Linked DNA regions of Mus musculus: regions 2, 3, 4 and 5 are each linked to region 1. A link is a contact called in public HiCAR-type and promoter capture Hi-C data. All regions are on one chromosome and are shown on one strand. Each heading gives the region's core, a stretch centred on a gene start, on an enhancer-like site or on the middle of the called end of the contact. The rest is flanking DNA. Distances are from core to core; before and after follow the strand shown. Region 1 holds the start of Fbxo30 (F-box protein 30). Region 2 holds the start of Hivep2 (human immunodeficiency virus type I enhancer binding protein 2). Region 3 holds the start of Sash1 (SAM and SH3 domain containing 1). Region 4 holds the start of Fuca2 (fucosidase, alpha-L- 2, plasma). Region 5 holds the start of Pex3 (peroxisomal biogenesis factor 3).

Region 1 (2,700 bases), core at 101-2,600:
AAATCTAAACATTCAGAAATATTAGAGTTCCAGTTTTCTTATATCATTCATAAAACACCTACTATTTCTAGAATCACACACACACACACACAAAAGCTTATGTCCCTATGTTAAGTATCGGGTATAAACTGGTGATCTAAGAAGTTAGCAAAACATGTTGTCCTCAACTAAACTACTACAGCAAGAAACAGTGACTAAGCATAAAGAAGAGTGATTCAACGAAACTGTATGCTTTAGAAAAATCAAACAGGGATACTTCATGGTATCCTTTGTCTCTTTGTCAGTCAACACAGGATTGTTTGGGAAAACTAACATAAAAGCGTGCAGAGCGTGTTAATGTAACTTACTTTGCCTGAAATTTAGCAGGGAACAAATAAAAAAAAGAACCTCAGAAACTTTTTGAGACTTCGTTTTAAAAACGTTAACCCTCTTTGATACCAGAATGCCCGTAAATAACTTCATCTTGGATCACAGTCAACAAAGCAATCATGGAAGAAAAGGTCAATTCCTTCCCAAGCATCTATTTTATCCGGGATTTACCACGGGACTCAAAGAAGGGAGAGGGGAGCAGGAGAAACGCGGCAAACACAGGCCTCCGTCGAGGTTAAAATGTAATCCCCGAGTGACTTTGAATCCGCCGTGCGTTCCCTGTCCTGCTTCCAATCTGGGACTCCACGAGCTGGAACCCAGGAACTTGGGGGGGGGGGGGGTGATCCCTAAGTCTCGCTTTAACCAGGGCCACAGCTAAGCCTCCGCGCCTCTCACTTCCATGAATGGAAAAGTTACCAACTTCGCTTATCCCGCGGAGACACTTGGAGATGCCTCGCCGTCCTTTAACCCGTTTGCGCCCAAACTCCTCAAGTCCCTACGAGGCAGAGGGTGCGAGCCACGCATTCCGGGGTCCCCCGGGGCTCCTCTGCGCTCAGTGGGGGTGGGGGCGGAGGTGGGGGTCTCACCCGGTTCCGCGTCCCCGGGGGTCGGGGCGCCATTTGCCGGGAGCCTCAAGGGCAGGCCACACGGGCGGCCGGGCGCGACCCGGACGGGGCCAGCCGGACGGAAGCCTCTGAACTGCGCCGACTCCACCGGCCCCGCCGCCCCCGGGGCCCGCGCCGTCCGGGCCGCTGCCCGCCCGCCCGCCCGCGTCCCCGCGCCAGCCTCCCGCGGCCTCGCCACACTCACCAGCCCGCGCGGGCCGAAGCGCCGCTCAAACCCTGGCTTCTCTGGCCTTAGCGCCCGGCGGCTCCGCAGCGTCCCCGCACCGGACCGGACCACGCACGGGGCCCGTCCCGTCCCAATCCTCTGCGCCTCCGCCCTGCCCGGACCGCCGCCTTTTCTCCTCGGCCTCCAACCGCCACCGCCCTCCTCGCGCGCCCCGCCCCGCCCCGCTGCGCCCCGCCCCCCGGCCCGGCAGCGGGTGAGCGGGCACGCGCACGCACAGCGGGCGAGGATGCGCACGCTGTCCTGTGCCGGTCAGGCCGAGCGCAGAGAACCCACGGGGCAGCCTCTCCCTTGGTGCTCCCTGCCGGGTCCGCCTTTCGCGCCTTTGCTTTTTGTTTGTTTTTGGAAGGACTCTCCGAGCCCCTGTGGCACTGTGGAGGACGCAGGCCCAGGAGCGCGACCCGTCCTCCTAGCGCGCACTCGCAGGAAATAGGTCAGCCCCCGTTGTCGGTGGTAACTGCCACCACCTCACGTGCCCGAGCCCTGTGACTCGGTGACCGCTCTGCTCTGTGACCCGTTTCCCCTTGTAAGGGCTCTGCTGCTCGTCAGCCCGCGGCGGGCGGCTTCGGTGGGGCGAGCCACGCGGCCTCCAGAGGGCGCGGCGCGGCTTCTGGGAAACGTCTTAGGGCCGGAGCTTTCCCGTGGCCATCCAGGGCTACACACCCCGCGTGTAGGCGTCCCCGTTACTACCGCCAGGCCCGGGCGTGAGGCTGAGGGACGGTGATGTCACCGACGCCCACCCCGTCTGGAGGCCTCCTGCCAACTCCCACCTCAAAGCCACCGTGAAGGAGCCTTGGCCCTGGCTGGCGGAGGGGCGGAGGTGAGAAAACCCCCTTGGGTGGCCGTTCTGGTGACTGCAGTTTTACTCCCCAGCTGTTGGAAACGGTGGCTCACGAGAGTCACCGTCCTTCACCTTAAAAACCAGCACTTTCATACAACTACACAAAACCCTGGGGAGCTTAAGACTGAGCACACTGTAAAGGTCAGGGGTTTGGTTTGGTTTAATGAAGACATTCAGATTTTTGAAATATTTAGTGCTTATATGTGGGGTGCTTAGGACGCTGTATTTTTTTTTTTTTTTTTTTTTTTTTTTTTTTTTGCCTGCTTTGGCTGTAGGAGGTAGGCGCTTTTCGGTCAGCCCAGAGCGTGAGACCCAAAGGGGCCAGGTAAGAAAAGTGAAGCAGACAGATGAAATGGTGGGAGAGTTGCTTGTGCATGACAGGTGGTCGCGATTGAGTCACACATCCTTCCATTACATCCCCTTCCGCAAAATAAGGGGACTGCGGCAGGGAATCCCAAAGGCTCTCTACAGCTTCAACATTCCCATACTGATTGATTGTACTTTGGGGCTTTCTGCCTCTCTAAATCACCTAGTTGACACTAGGTCATCTCCCACCTCAAGCTGAGTAGGAGTCAGGGCAAACAGAAGCCTCTGCTCTTCCATAAGTGGCAACCAGAGACTACCAGGAATCAAAGGTCTTC
Region 2 (2,700 bases), core at 136-2,635, 2.7 Mb before region 1:
ACACACACACATACATAGACGCTATGTTTTCCTGTCTTAGCCCTACCAGCACCAGACGCACAGAATGGAAAGGAGGGGGTTGGGGGTGAAGGGAGGTGAGAGGTGCGGCGGCAGCAGCACATCTGCTTTGATAGCAGCCAGCAGAGCCGCCGCGGCAGAGAGCCCCTCGTTAACCCCCTTCCTGTGGCTGCACCACGTCATGGAACATTCCCGGAACGGGCCAACGTTCCACCCACTTCAGGGAACAGACATAAAGGCGCAGACCCAGCTCCTCGCGGTGCACTGCCCAAACACACATGTTTCTTCCCGATCCCCCGACCAGAAGCACAAACAAGCATGCAATCCGCCCCCACCCGTCTCCAAGCGCCGGGGGCCAGCCGGCGGCGGCTGGAGCCGCTCTGCGGCCGGTGCACCCGCAAGGCGAGGGCGCCTCCGCCTGAACCTTCCATGGAGACAGTCCCCTCCTTCTTCGCTTCCTTCCTTCCTTCTCTCCTTCCTTCCTTCCTCGCTCGGGAGGAGAAAGGAGTCACAGAAATGCCCAGCGCCAGCGCCTCCGCTGCGCTCGCTCGGCCGCAGGCCGGCAGCCCGGCCCTTGCCGTCCGCTCGCCCGCTCGCCCTCCCGCCCGCACCGCCCCCAGCCCCGCGCCGCGCCGCGCCCCCTCCCCCGCTACTTGACAACGGACCGCCGGCCGCGGCAGCCGCAGCGGTGGCCCGGCGGTGCGCGCCGGTGCACGTCCCTCATTAGTAACCAGGCACATTCCTGCCTCCAGCGCTCCCGCGCGGCCCCCTCCCCCCAGGACATTACGCAAAGCAGCCTCCCCTCATCTGCATAGAACCTCGGCCAGGGTATTCCCCGCATTTCCTAATGCGCCCGACCCCCCCCCCCTTGCTTAGGTCTCCCCCATCCCCGCCTCCTCCGACCCTTACCCCTGGGCCACCAGGAAAGCGGCCGGGGGCGCGCGCCGCGAAGGGGGCGATGGAGTTGGGCGAAGGCGATTTCAGGGTAAAGTGAAACAAGCTCGATCTCTGGTGCAGGCAGGAAAAACACAGAACCGAGGCCACTTACCGAGCCGAGAAGGGACCTAGATTCCCGCCGCTCTGCTCTGCCAGCGGCCGGTGCGCCCTCCACGCACCCCAGGGCTGCACCCAGTACCCAAGAGTCGAAGCGTGGAGGGAGGCTGCTACCCAGCCAGAGGACCTTTCAAGTTGCTCGGGCTCCGGGCAAGCTTCAATGTCCAAGACTCAACTTGGCAAATACTTGTGCCACAGTCACCGAAGATGTCTTTTTTTTTTTTTCTTTTTCCTTTTTCTTTCTCTTTTTGCGGAGACCCTCCTCCACCGGGGAGAGACAGCGCACGGCGGCGCCCCGCTCTCCAGCTCTCCACCCCCTCACCTCCAGCCCGCCTCCCGCCGGCCGCCAGCCTCCCGGCCGCGAGCCCCTCGGGCGGCTGTCAGCTCCCGGCAGTCCGGGTGACAGCGGCCGAAGGAGGGCGCGACGCGGCGGGCGGTGGGGGGGATCCTCGCAGCCGCGGCGGCCGCTCACCTGTAAAGTCACCGCAGCGCAGGAGGAGGAAGAGGAGAGAGAGGAGGAGGGGAGGAAAGCCCCCCGGTGCCCTTGTTCTTGCTGCGGCGGCTGCTCCTCGCCCAGGCTGAGCGTGTCTGGTGGGGGGTGTCTGGTAGCATTTCCTTAAGGACAGAGGGAGGGCGGGCGTGGAGGGAGGGAGGAGGGAGGGAGGCGATCCCCACCGCCAGCCCAGGCTCCTCTTGTCTTTATTTATATATTTATTTATTTTCGGACACTGTTAGGAGATGGAGCCAGGGCGGGGGCCAGGGCCGCTAGGCTGGGGCTTGAGCCGCAGGACCCGGGCCGCAGTTTGTCGGCGTGCGGGAGCCGCAGCGGCCACCTCCCCTCCGGGCTGTGGACGCACCGGGTTATTCCTGGCAGCGCCTCCCCGAACAGAAGTTACTAGGAGGAGTGCGCGGCGAGGGCGGGCGGGGGAGAGGGGAGGGAGGGAGGAAGAGGGAGAGACTCAGCCAGCGACGTCATCGGATCCCCCAGCGCGTCCCTGGGAGGGAGGCTGAACCAGAAAAACCAGTCTGGAGCAGGCCAGCGGGGCGAAGGATGTGCGACCCGGACTGGCCCTGATGCGGGCGCGCGGGGAGGGAAGGTCGCGGTCGCGCTCTCTTGCCTCGGAGCCGAGATCTCCGCTGAGAGCGGGTATCGGCTTGCCACGCAGAAACACTGGCGAGTCTGGAGCGGTCTGAGAATTTCCTACTAGGGTGTGGAAACCTCCTTCGCGCCCATTCCCTTCCCTCTCTAGCCCCCTTTCCCACGTACTGGTTCCTTGTGATCTGTGGGATCCTTACATTTTGCCCGCGTACCAAGGATTTCTCGCCTCTTCACCCTCCAGCTGCACTCACGATTTTGTTAACAATTCGGGTGGTGGTGGGGAATTATGTTGCAGCCCCTGGAGCTCACAGTGTGTTTCACTAGCATTTTCCGTGCCGGGGCGGAAGCACGAAGTTTTCACGAGCTCGAAACGCCCCAATTGCTTTCCCCGGGGTCACTCCCCAGGGCGCCCCGGGTGCACCCTGCTCAGGAAGCCGCCCGCCCTCGTCTGGGTATTCAAATAGGCTAGGGCAGCGGTGCGGGGAGCAGCTGCCGGCTTCCTGGGGGGCCGAGCGGGGGAAAGGGGGCGA
Region 3 (2,760 bases), core at 245-2,744, 2.4 Mb after region 1:
TACACCACACACACACACACACACACACACACACACACACACACACACTACCCTCCCAACCAAAAAAGTTTGAGAAGGGGTGGTAAAATCTTGTGTGTGTACATTCACTTATACACATACCTGTGGACGGCAGAGTGATGTCAGGTGTCTTTCTCTACCATACACCACCTTATTTTTTGAGACATGATCAATCTCTCCATGAACCTGGAGCTTACCAGCTGTCTGGAATGGCAGCCACTAAAGCCACGAAAATCCCGATGTCTCTACTTCCCAGCCTTATAGGCCCATACTGCTATGCTAGGGTTTTACTTCTTTTTACGTTTTGACATTGTGGGTGAGAGCTATTCACCCATTACTTAGACTGCTGTTCTCAATGTATGAAAGCTGAGAAAGAGATGAAGACACTTCAGAAGTAATTGTTCTATCCGGGGGACCCTCACTTCATCCCCTCTCCACTCCACCTCCTTAATAAGGGGCAGATTCCGTGGGTTTCTTTAGTTTCACAAAGTGAGCAGCCACAAAATCAAATAGGATAGGCACTGTCATCTCTTAGAAAAAATTTTTTGATTGGTTTTTAAAAGGAGGAGGAGGGGGAGAAGAGGGAAAAAGGACCTCTTCAGGGATATTTCCCTCTGGCATTTTCACTTGATTAACATATCGAGGCCTGAACTGTGCATGGGCTTAGCGGCCATAAAATTAACTTTTATTTTGAACATACCCCTTGCCTGTTTCTTCCACGTAAAACAAAACAAAACAAAACAAAACAAAACAAAACAAAACAAAACAAAACAAAACACACCCTTACAGCTCAGAGAGGGTCTCATTTAAGTATCCGAAAACCCTAGAAGTGCACAGCACTGCGGCCACTCGGGAGCCGAAACGCCCGGACTTACGACCCAAACAATGGCTCGTGACCAGGCGAGCTTTGTCACACTTTGTTTTCCAAGAAGCCTGACAGACAGGACTGTAATTCCAGGGGTTGTCACCATACGGACTCCTCTTAAACTCGAACTCAGCGAGCGGCTTAAAGATTAACTTTCTGCAGTTTCAGTGGCGGAAGGCGCGGGTGAATGGCGCGATTGGGGACTTGTGCAGGGCCCCGGGCCCGTGGCGCGGTGGCGCTTTCAAAAGGCGATTTGTTGGCCAGGCTGAGGCTCATTTCCATGCAAAGCGCCTGACATCAGAGCACCTTTTGTTGCTAAACGCTTTCTTGAGCCTGGAGGGGAGGGAGTCATGTGGAGTTGGAAGAGCTCATTCTAAAGAGAGGGGTCCAGGACTAATTAGCCCGGGTCCACAGGCGTCACTGTCCCCTGCCCAGCCCTGCACAAACTCTCCAGTAGAGGCGAGTGGTGTGCCACCCGGAGCCGGTCCCCGAAGCAGGACGCAGCACCCGTGCGGTGTGGCTCTTGTCTCCCTGGTCCCGTGAACTCCCCGCCGCAGCCAGTGTTGTGGACTCTGCTCCAGCTACCCTGTTGCTGCGCGGGGCCGGGCTAGGAAAAGTTTCTGGAGTTGTCAATCGCGGTCGCCCGGGATCGAGGTGCCAGTCCTGGCAGTGGTGCTCGTACCCAGCGGAGCCTGGGGCATGCGACGCGGGGGCGCGGCCCGGTGACGCCGCGGGCGGGGAACTTGCGCCCCGTCGGCCGACGCGCTGCTGCGAGCGGTGGGCAGCGCGGGGACCCGGACGCGGACGCACGGGGACGCGGCCATGGAGGAGGACGCGGGAGCTGCTAGCCCGGCGCCGGAGCCTGAGCCGGAGGTGGATCCCGCCCGGGAGCTGGAGCCCGAGGCCGGTGTCTCCGAGTCAATCTCCCGCCTCTGGACCGACGTGATGGGCATCCTGGTGAGCTACCTGGGGAGGCAGGCGGGGGAAGCGGGGCTCACCCCTCGCCCACCTATTGGTCACCCTTCTTCTTTCCGCTGTATTCTCTATATAGGGGTTGAAACTGTAATTTAGAAAAACCAAACCAAACCAAACCAACCAAACAAAAAAAAAAAACCCCTACTTGTCGGGTCACATCAGAGACACCTCTTGAACAATCGACTGTAATTAGGGACACCTGCTTAGAAAAGTTGGCGTGGAAAAAGCCAGAAAGAGTAGATGTAAATACTACTTGTAAATATTTGGCGAGTGGACTCCTCATGGCCTCTCGGTATTGATGTTTATCCGCACAGGGCTTGTCCTGTGCCCATGAGAGGAAAACAACCGTTTCCTTGTGCAGAACTACCACGGTGTTTACTTGCTCTGCCCTCAGCTCTTCTAGTTTGTAGAATTACAGGATATTTGTTTTATATGTTTGGCGCTGAGAACAATAAGGCATATATTGCTGAATCTGTGCTGATAAGGGGTTTTGAACTGCCGGGCGTGGTGGCGCACGCCTTTAATTCCAGCACCTGGGTGGCAGAGGCAGTCGAATTTCTGAGTTCGAGGCCAGCCTGGTCTACAGAGTGAGTTCCAGGACAGCCAGGACTACACAGAGAAAATCTGTCTCGAAAACAAAACAAAACAATCCCCCAAAAACAAAAACAAAACAAAAACAACAACAAAAAAAACCCAAAATCAAAAACAAAACAAAACAAAACAAACAAACAAAAAAACCCAAAAACCAAAACCAACCAACCAACCAAACCCCCCCAAAAGAGGTTTTGAACTGGCCAGTGGTTAAAACTGCCTATGGATTTATCTTAGTTCTGGAAAGTAGTTCTACTGAGGATGAAATTTTACCTTGGATGGATAGGGTGTTAGCCGTGTCTCTGGTGTTA
Region 4 (2,737 bases), core at 230-2,729, 2.2 Mb before region 1:
TCCTAGTGAAGAGAGAAGCTGGCTTTCAGGTTAGCGATAGTTAAAGAGTGAACAAGTTTGTGTTGCCTGTCTACCGTCATGTGACTATGAAGATACTGTGGGGTAATATATCTCTATTATTGCCCCTTTGCTCTGCTTTGGGTTTTTGATGCTTTAGCATTCAAGGATCTTCACGTCATAGCTGAACCAGGAAGCATTTATTGTAAATTTTCTGATTTTCTTTTTAATTACATGTGTGCGTGTGTGTAGGCGTGTGCATGTGAGGGGGGGGCTTTGGGAGCACGAACCCCCCCCCCCGGAACCAGAATGACCAGATGGTTGTGAGCCTCCCAGGGCGGGTGTGAGGAGTCAGACTAAGGTCCTCTACAAGAGCAGTGTCTTAGTTAAGAGTCTTACTGCTGTGAACAGACATCATGACCAGGGCAGCTCTTATAAGGACAACATTTAATTGGGGCTGGCTTACAGGTTCAGAGGTTCTGTTCATTATCATCAAGGTAGAAAGCATTGCATGGTACAGGAGGAGCTGAGAGCTCTACATCTTCATCTGAAGGCTGCTAGCAGAATACTGGCTTCCAGGTAGCTAGGATGAGGGTCTTAAATCCCACACCCACAGTGACACACCTATTCTAACACGGCCACACTTTCTAATAGTGCCACTCCCTGGGCCGAGCATATACAAATCACAAGCAGTATGGGCCCTTAACCAGTGAGAAATTTCACCAGCCCTTTTGAAAATTCTTCAAATTCTGGGACTGGTACTCCCTCAATCACGCAGGCATTGCCACTGCTATAGGGAGGCCCACCTGCAGAGTGCCTAAGAACTCCGGTGTGAGTTTGTGTGTGTGTGTGTGTGTGTGTGTGTGTGTGTGTGAGAGAGAGAGAGAGAGAGAGAGAGAGAGAGAGAGACAGAGAGACAGAGAGAGAGAGACAGAGAGAGAGAGACAGACAGAGACAGAGACAGACAGAGACAGAGACAGACAGAGACAGAGAGAGACAGAGACTGCCACTGTCTGGGGTGACATAAAGCCCAGTGTGAGTGTGTGTGTGTGTGTGTGTGTGTGTGTGTGTGTGCGCCCGCGCGCGCGCGCGCCCGCGTCCGTGCCCGAGCCCTTTGGGCAAAGGTATGCACTTACCAGAACCATTCACTACCAAAGCTGGGCACGGAGAACACTCCCCAGTGGATAAAGATGCCGAACTTGGCCTGGTCGAACCAGGCTGGCAGCGGGCGTCTGTCCAGAGATTCCCAAGTGGGGTCATAGCTAAGGGCTCTCGTGACCCCCCAAGGCCTCAGGAGCGGCAGCAGCAGCAGCGGCAGAAGCATCAGGAACCCCAGGCGCATGCGCGCCAGCCTGGGATCCTCGGGGGAACCGCCAGTCACCAGGGAAGCCGGGAACCTTCTCTGTCAGCCGCAGAAGCTGCCTAGCGCTGGCCTTCCGGCTTCTGCTAAGTGTACCCTGCTCCTGTCACCTGACCCAGACCGGTTTGGTCAGATGACTACTGTGATCTGGAGTAGGGAGTGGCCAGGAGTTTTAATGAGCTCTGGTTACTTAAGGACCCCAAGAAGGTTGCATTACTCAGGTGCACAACCAAGGAAGTCAGTTTTTGCCCACCCTCCTCATTTTTAACAGCCCTTGGCTCTGTTTCCCAGTCAGATCTGATCTACTTAGCCAAGACGCCCGGTTTGTCTGCTGTGAGACAAAAACCTAAAGGATGGTCTTTGACCCACGACCTCCCTCCCCAAGGACTCCTAACAGAAAACTCTCAAGAGGTCACCTCGACCACCAGGCCCTGGTGGCTTTATGTGTCAGAGCTGTCTGCCCTACCGTGGGACTGGAGCCTGAGACAGGAACTTCGTGGGCTGCTCAGGGCTTTTGAGGAAGCTCCCATGGCTCTCAGCCTTTGGGTCTGCCTCTGCCATCCTCGAATTTGTAGCCGATGAAATCCCAAAGTTTGGGTTCAGCCAATCTGGGTTCGGGTCCAAGATTTTACATTTCTACTCAGGCTCTTGTTATTTCTGACTTTGGTTGTTGGTGGAACAAACTTTTCTGAGAAACTGCGTTAGGAAATAAGGCAATCTTAGTTGAATGAATGTTTAAGAAGTTTGTATAGAAGGAGGGTTTGGGAACCTGCTGGGGTGGCTGAGTGCTTGCCTAGAATGCAATAAAACCAGAGTAGTGGTCAACACAGCAGTGTGGAAACAGAAACAGGAGAATCAGAGTTCAAGGTCATCTTCGACTACATAGAGAGCTACATGAGACGCTGTCTCAAAAATCAGGAAGGAAAAAAAGGAGAGGAAGGAGGGTTGGAGGGAGGAAAGGAGGGAGGGAATGAAAGTACGATCTGGGAGCCGTAGTTCAGTAATAAATGTCCTAGAGCTGTGTGTGTGTGTGTGTGAGAGAGAGAGAGAGAGAGAGAGAGAGAGAGAGAGAGAGAGAGACGGAGACAGAGACAGAGAGACAGAGAGAGACAGAGAGACAGAGAGAGACAGAGAGACAGAGAGAGAGGAACCTTCAGGTAGACTTAAAGAAAAGGAGCCAGTCACTTAGAATAATCATCAAAGTTACATCTTCAGGAACTGTATCCTAAAGTTATTTAAATGCCATTGGCCTAAAGCCGGAATCTCTACTGCTTCCGCTTTGGCAAAACCCTTATCCTTTTGTGGTACATTTCAAATGCCACCTCCTCCAGGATGCTCTGTGCCATAACCACCCCTCCCCCAATAACATCCCACTTCCTC
Region 5 (2,700 bases), core at 120-2,619, 2.3 Mb before region 1:
CCCAGTCTCAGACTTTCCATTGCCCCTCCCATTTCTTCCAGTCTGTCCCTTCCCTTTGTCACAAATGCAAAAGAGTTGAGTCAAATAGGTCTAACTGTTTAGATGGATTTGAACTTAAGAAGCTGGCCTTCTTTGGAAGAGGCCAAAGCTCTGCCACTGAAATGGTGACTTGATCTTCCTTAAACCAACAAATTCTCAACTCGACAACTGATGAACAAAGGCTCTCTTCTTCCCACCCCGAGCTCTGAGAAAGATGACCAAAAAAAAAAAAAAAAAAAAAAAAGATGTTAATTAAAAAATTAAAAGAATGCATTATGCCATTTGTCTGGGGGCGTGGGGTGGAAAACATGTTTCTGTCTTCTAGATTTTAATTTCTTATGAAGGTGAACTTCTGTAACCATTAGAATAAAAAGGTGAGATATTTTAATTTTGTAAAAGAATAAACAAAAATAATATCCCCACACCAAAGGCTGAGCTCAGTTTTAAGGCCTTTACAATGCTGTAAACAAATTGGTGTTCCATGTTCACAGAATGAAAACCCAGCATCAAACTGTGTATACATACATAGTTTGTATGTATATCCCTGCCACAAACGTCTATCCCTGCCACACATCGATATGGGTAATAAGCTTGGGAAAACATGTAAAAATACGACCAGAGCTCTCCATGATGAGCAATCTATAAGAATCGCAGGAAGGAAGGGAATACAAGGGCAGAGAAAAGTATCGTAGAAAGAGTAGACACATCATCGGTGAGGATTGTACCAGGACACGTTTTGATATGACCCTTTACAGAAACATCAGCTTCCTCCCATTATATGGGAGCAAGCCATAAAATAATGTGGCTTTATGGATTTGAAAGTATGTGTCCACATGGGAAGGAAGATAGGCAGGTAGGGAGCACACATCCCCAGGCGGCAGATAAGACTCCCTGTAATACATCAATCGAACCGTTTCTGTATTTTCCCTTCACCCCAATTACTATGAGACAAAGCTAAAGAAAAATTCCCCCTAGAATAAAACAAGTTGCTGCTTCAGGTATTTTCAGACATGATAGATAGCGCGCCCGGCACATTTGCTCAACTACTCTGGTCAGGATATGGCCGGGAGAAAGTTTGCGCTCTCAGCATCCACCTGCCCGATTCCTCACCATTCGCATCGCCTCCTCCATCCACTTTTCCGTCTCCTGTACGGACACCACGCACGGGCCGTCTGGAGTAGTGGTGGACTCCACCTTCTCCTCCATACCTCCGCCGCTCAGAGACTCCGGGCCGAGGGACGAGAGAAGAGAGGACAGCGGAACGCGGCGGGAGCGGACCTTGCTTCCAGGAGGACGGGAAAAGACGAGGCACCCGGGAGCTATTTGCGGACGGACCCAGGCGTCCCGGATCAGTAAGCGGCGGCTGGGGGACCGAAAGCGTCGCTGCTCCGCTCTAGTCCACGCCCCCTTCCTCCGCTTAAGCCACAACCTCTGCTCAGAGAAACGTCTGTGGTTTCTGGAGAGCACCTAGCGCCGCCACCGCGCTGCTGCCGGAGGTCCAGGCCAGGTGGACGGAAGACACGGTGAGCCAGCCCCTCTCCCCTAGGCAACCCACACAACACGGGGTCTGGAGATGCTGAGATCAATGTGGAATTTTCTGAAACGTCACAAAAAGAAATGCATCTTCCTGGGCACAGTCCTCGGAGGTGAGTGACAACATGCTTTTTAGAAGGGGCCATTGGCAGAAAGGAGTGACAGAGGTGACTTATAAAAACAGGCAGGGCCCACTGATACCAAACTGGGATTTGTCGAAGGGATTGGCTCAACCGTCAAAGAAGAACCTCTAAAGTTCTTTTATCTGGATCTCTGTGCCCTTTGCCCCTCACTCTGCCCCCGTCCTTTTTCTCCCCATGGGCCTTCAAGAGTCTACCCCAATGAAGTTTCTTTTCAAAGCACTATTCTCGTATAGATAGATACATTTGCCTTCCAATTTTCTTCTTTTGCTTTCCTGTTAGATTTTCATTCTGTTTGTCAACTCTGCTTTCAACCTTTCACACGAGTTTCGAAATATTCTAGGGCCATTATCTTAAGTCTGCTCTTTGAGGTGGTGTTTAAAGGTAAACCGAAAACAGCATGTTGCTGTAAAATATACAGCAGATAATTTCTGTTCTCCAATTGTAAAGTACAAACTATATATCAACACAGTGCTTATTCTGCAGTGTTGTCAGGACTGGCAAGGTTGTGGTCATGATCCATTTTGGTGATATAGTTGAGTTCACTGGCTGAGAGGAAAGTTAGAAACAGGATAAAAATCTTGATGCTGGAATTGTAACTTTGTGGTAGAGTGCTTGCCTAGGCTGACTGCATTGGGTCCCAGGGAAGGAGCAACACACACACACACACACACACACACTGCTTTAAACCCTTTGTCTTGGAAAGACAACCCTCAGTTAATAATTATGGGATTTTAAGAAGGGAATCTTTTGAACAACACAAAAAGGGAGTTTAAAAGAATTTTTAAAACTTGAGTTTTAAGAACTGTTACCACTATCCTCTGATCTATGTGTGTGTGTGTATAAATATATCATAATATGACTTAAAATATTAGGACATTTGTAAAACAGTAACCACATTCTGCATATCTCTGAGGTATAGCACAAATGAATAATAGTTCATATTTTATAGGAAATACTTTATAGATACAATGTGTTTTATATTACC

Evidence for each region. Promoter capture Hi-C pulls out the DNA fragments that hold promoters and counts their contacts. HiCAR-type assays count read pairs that join an accessible place to other places.
Region 2: a promoter capture Hi-C map of pre-B cells shows a contact between it and region 1. The contact joins the promoter of Hivep2 here to the promoter of Fbxo30 in region 1. A contact is called at or near these places in 2 of 39 promoter capture datasets (liver and pre-B cells) and 1 of 115 datasets of contacts at active chromatin or transcription factors (astrocytes).
Region 3: a contact with region 1 is called in a HiCAR-type map of astrocytes, with 5 times the contacts expected there. The contact joins the promoter of Sash1 here to the promoter of Fbxo30 in region 1. A contact is called at or near these places in 3 of 115 datasets of contacts at active chromatin or transcription factors (astrocytes and embryonic stem cells).
Region 4: a contact with region 1 is called in a promoter capture Hi-C map of pre-B cells, with 4 times the contacts expected there. The contact joins the promoter of Fuca2 here to the promoter of Fbxo30 in region 1. A contact is called at or near these places in 1 of 39 promoter capture datasets (pre-B cells) and 1 of 115 datasets of contacts at active chromatin or transcription factors (embryonic stem cells).
Region 5: a contact with region 1 is called in a promoter capture Hi-C map of pre-B cells, with 6 times the contacts expected there. The contact joins the promoter of Pex3 here to the promoter of Fbxo30 in region 1. A contact is called at or near these places in 3 of 39 promoter capture datasets (hippocampal neurons, liver and pre-B cells), 1 of 484 Hi-C or Micro-C datasets (CD4 T cells) and 1 of 115 datasets of contacts at active chromatin or transcription factors (astrocytes).

The regions. Positions count from the first base shown.
Region 1 is chr10:11,279,980-11,282,679 of GRCm38.p6, reverse strand. Fbxo30 (F-box protein 30) reads right to left here and starts at 1,350. Exons shown (of 3, transcript NM_027968.3): 1 at 1,180-1,350.
Region 2 is chr10:13,965,064-13,967,763 of GRCm38.p6, reverse strand. Hivep2 (human immunodeficiency virus type I enhancer binding protein 2) reads right to left here and starts at 1,385. Exons shown (of 9, transcript NM_010437.2): 1 at 1,067-1,385.
Region 3 is chr10:8,884,804-8,887,563 of GRCm38.p6, reverse strand. Sash1 (SAM and SH3 domain containing 1) reads left to right here and starts at 1,494. Exons shown (of 20, transcript NM_175155.4): 1 at 1,494-1,840. The coding sequence starts at 1,706.
Region 4 is chr10:13,499,770-13,502,506 of GRCm38.p6, reverse strand. Fuca2 (fucosidase, alpha-L- 2, plasma) reads right to left here and starts at 1,479. Exons shown (of 7, transcript NM_025799.5): 1 at 1,134-1,479. The coding sequence starts at 1,339.
Region 5 is chr10:13,551,811-13,554,510 of GRCm38.p6, reverse strand. Pex3 (peroxisomal biogenesis factor 3) reads left to right here and starts at 1,369. Exons shown (of 12, transcript NM_019961.3): 1 at 1,369-1,685. The coding sequence starts at 1,613. It overlaps Adat2 (adenosine deaminase, tRNA-specific 2), which reads right to left and starts at 1,604. Exons shown (of 6, transcript NM_025748.4): 1 at 1,150-1,604. The coding sequence starts at 1,245.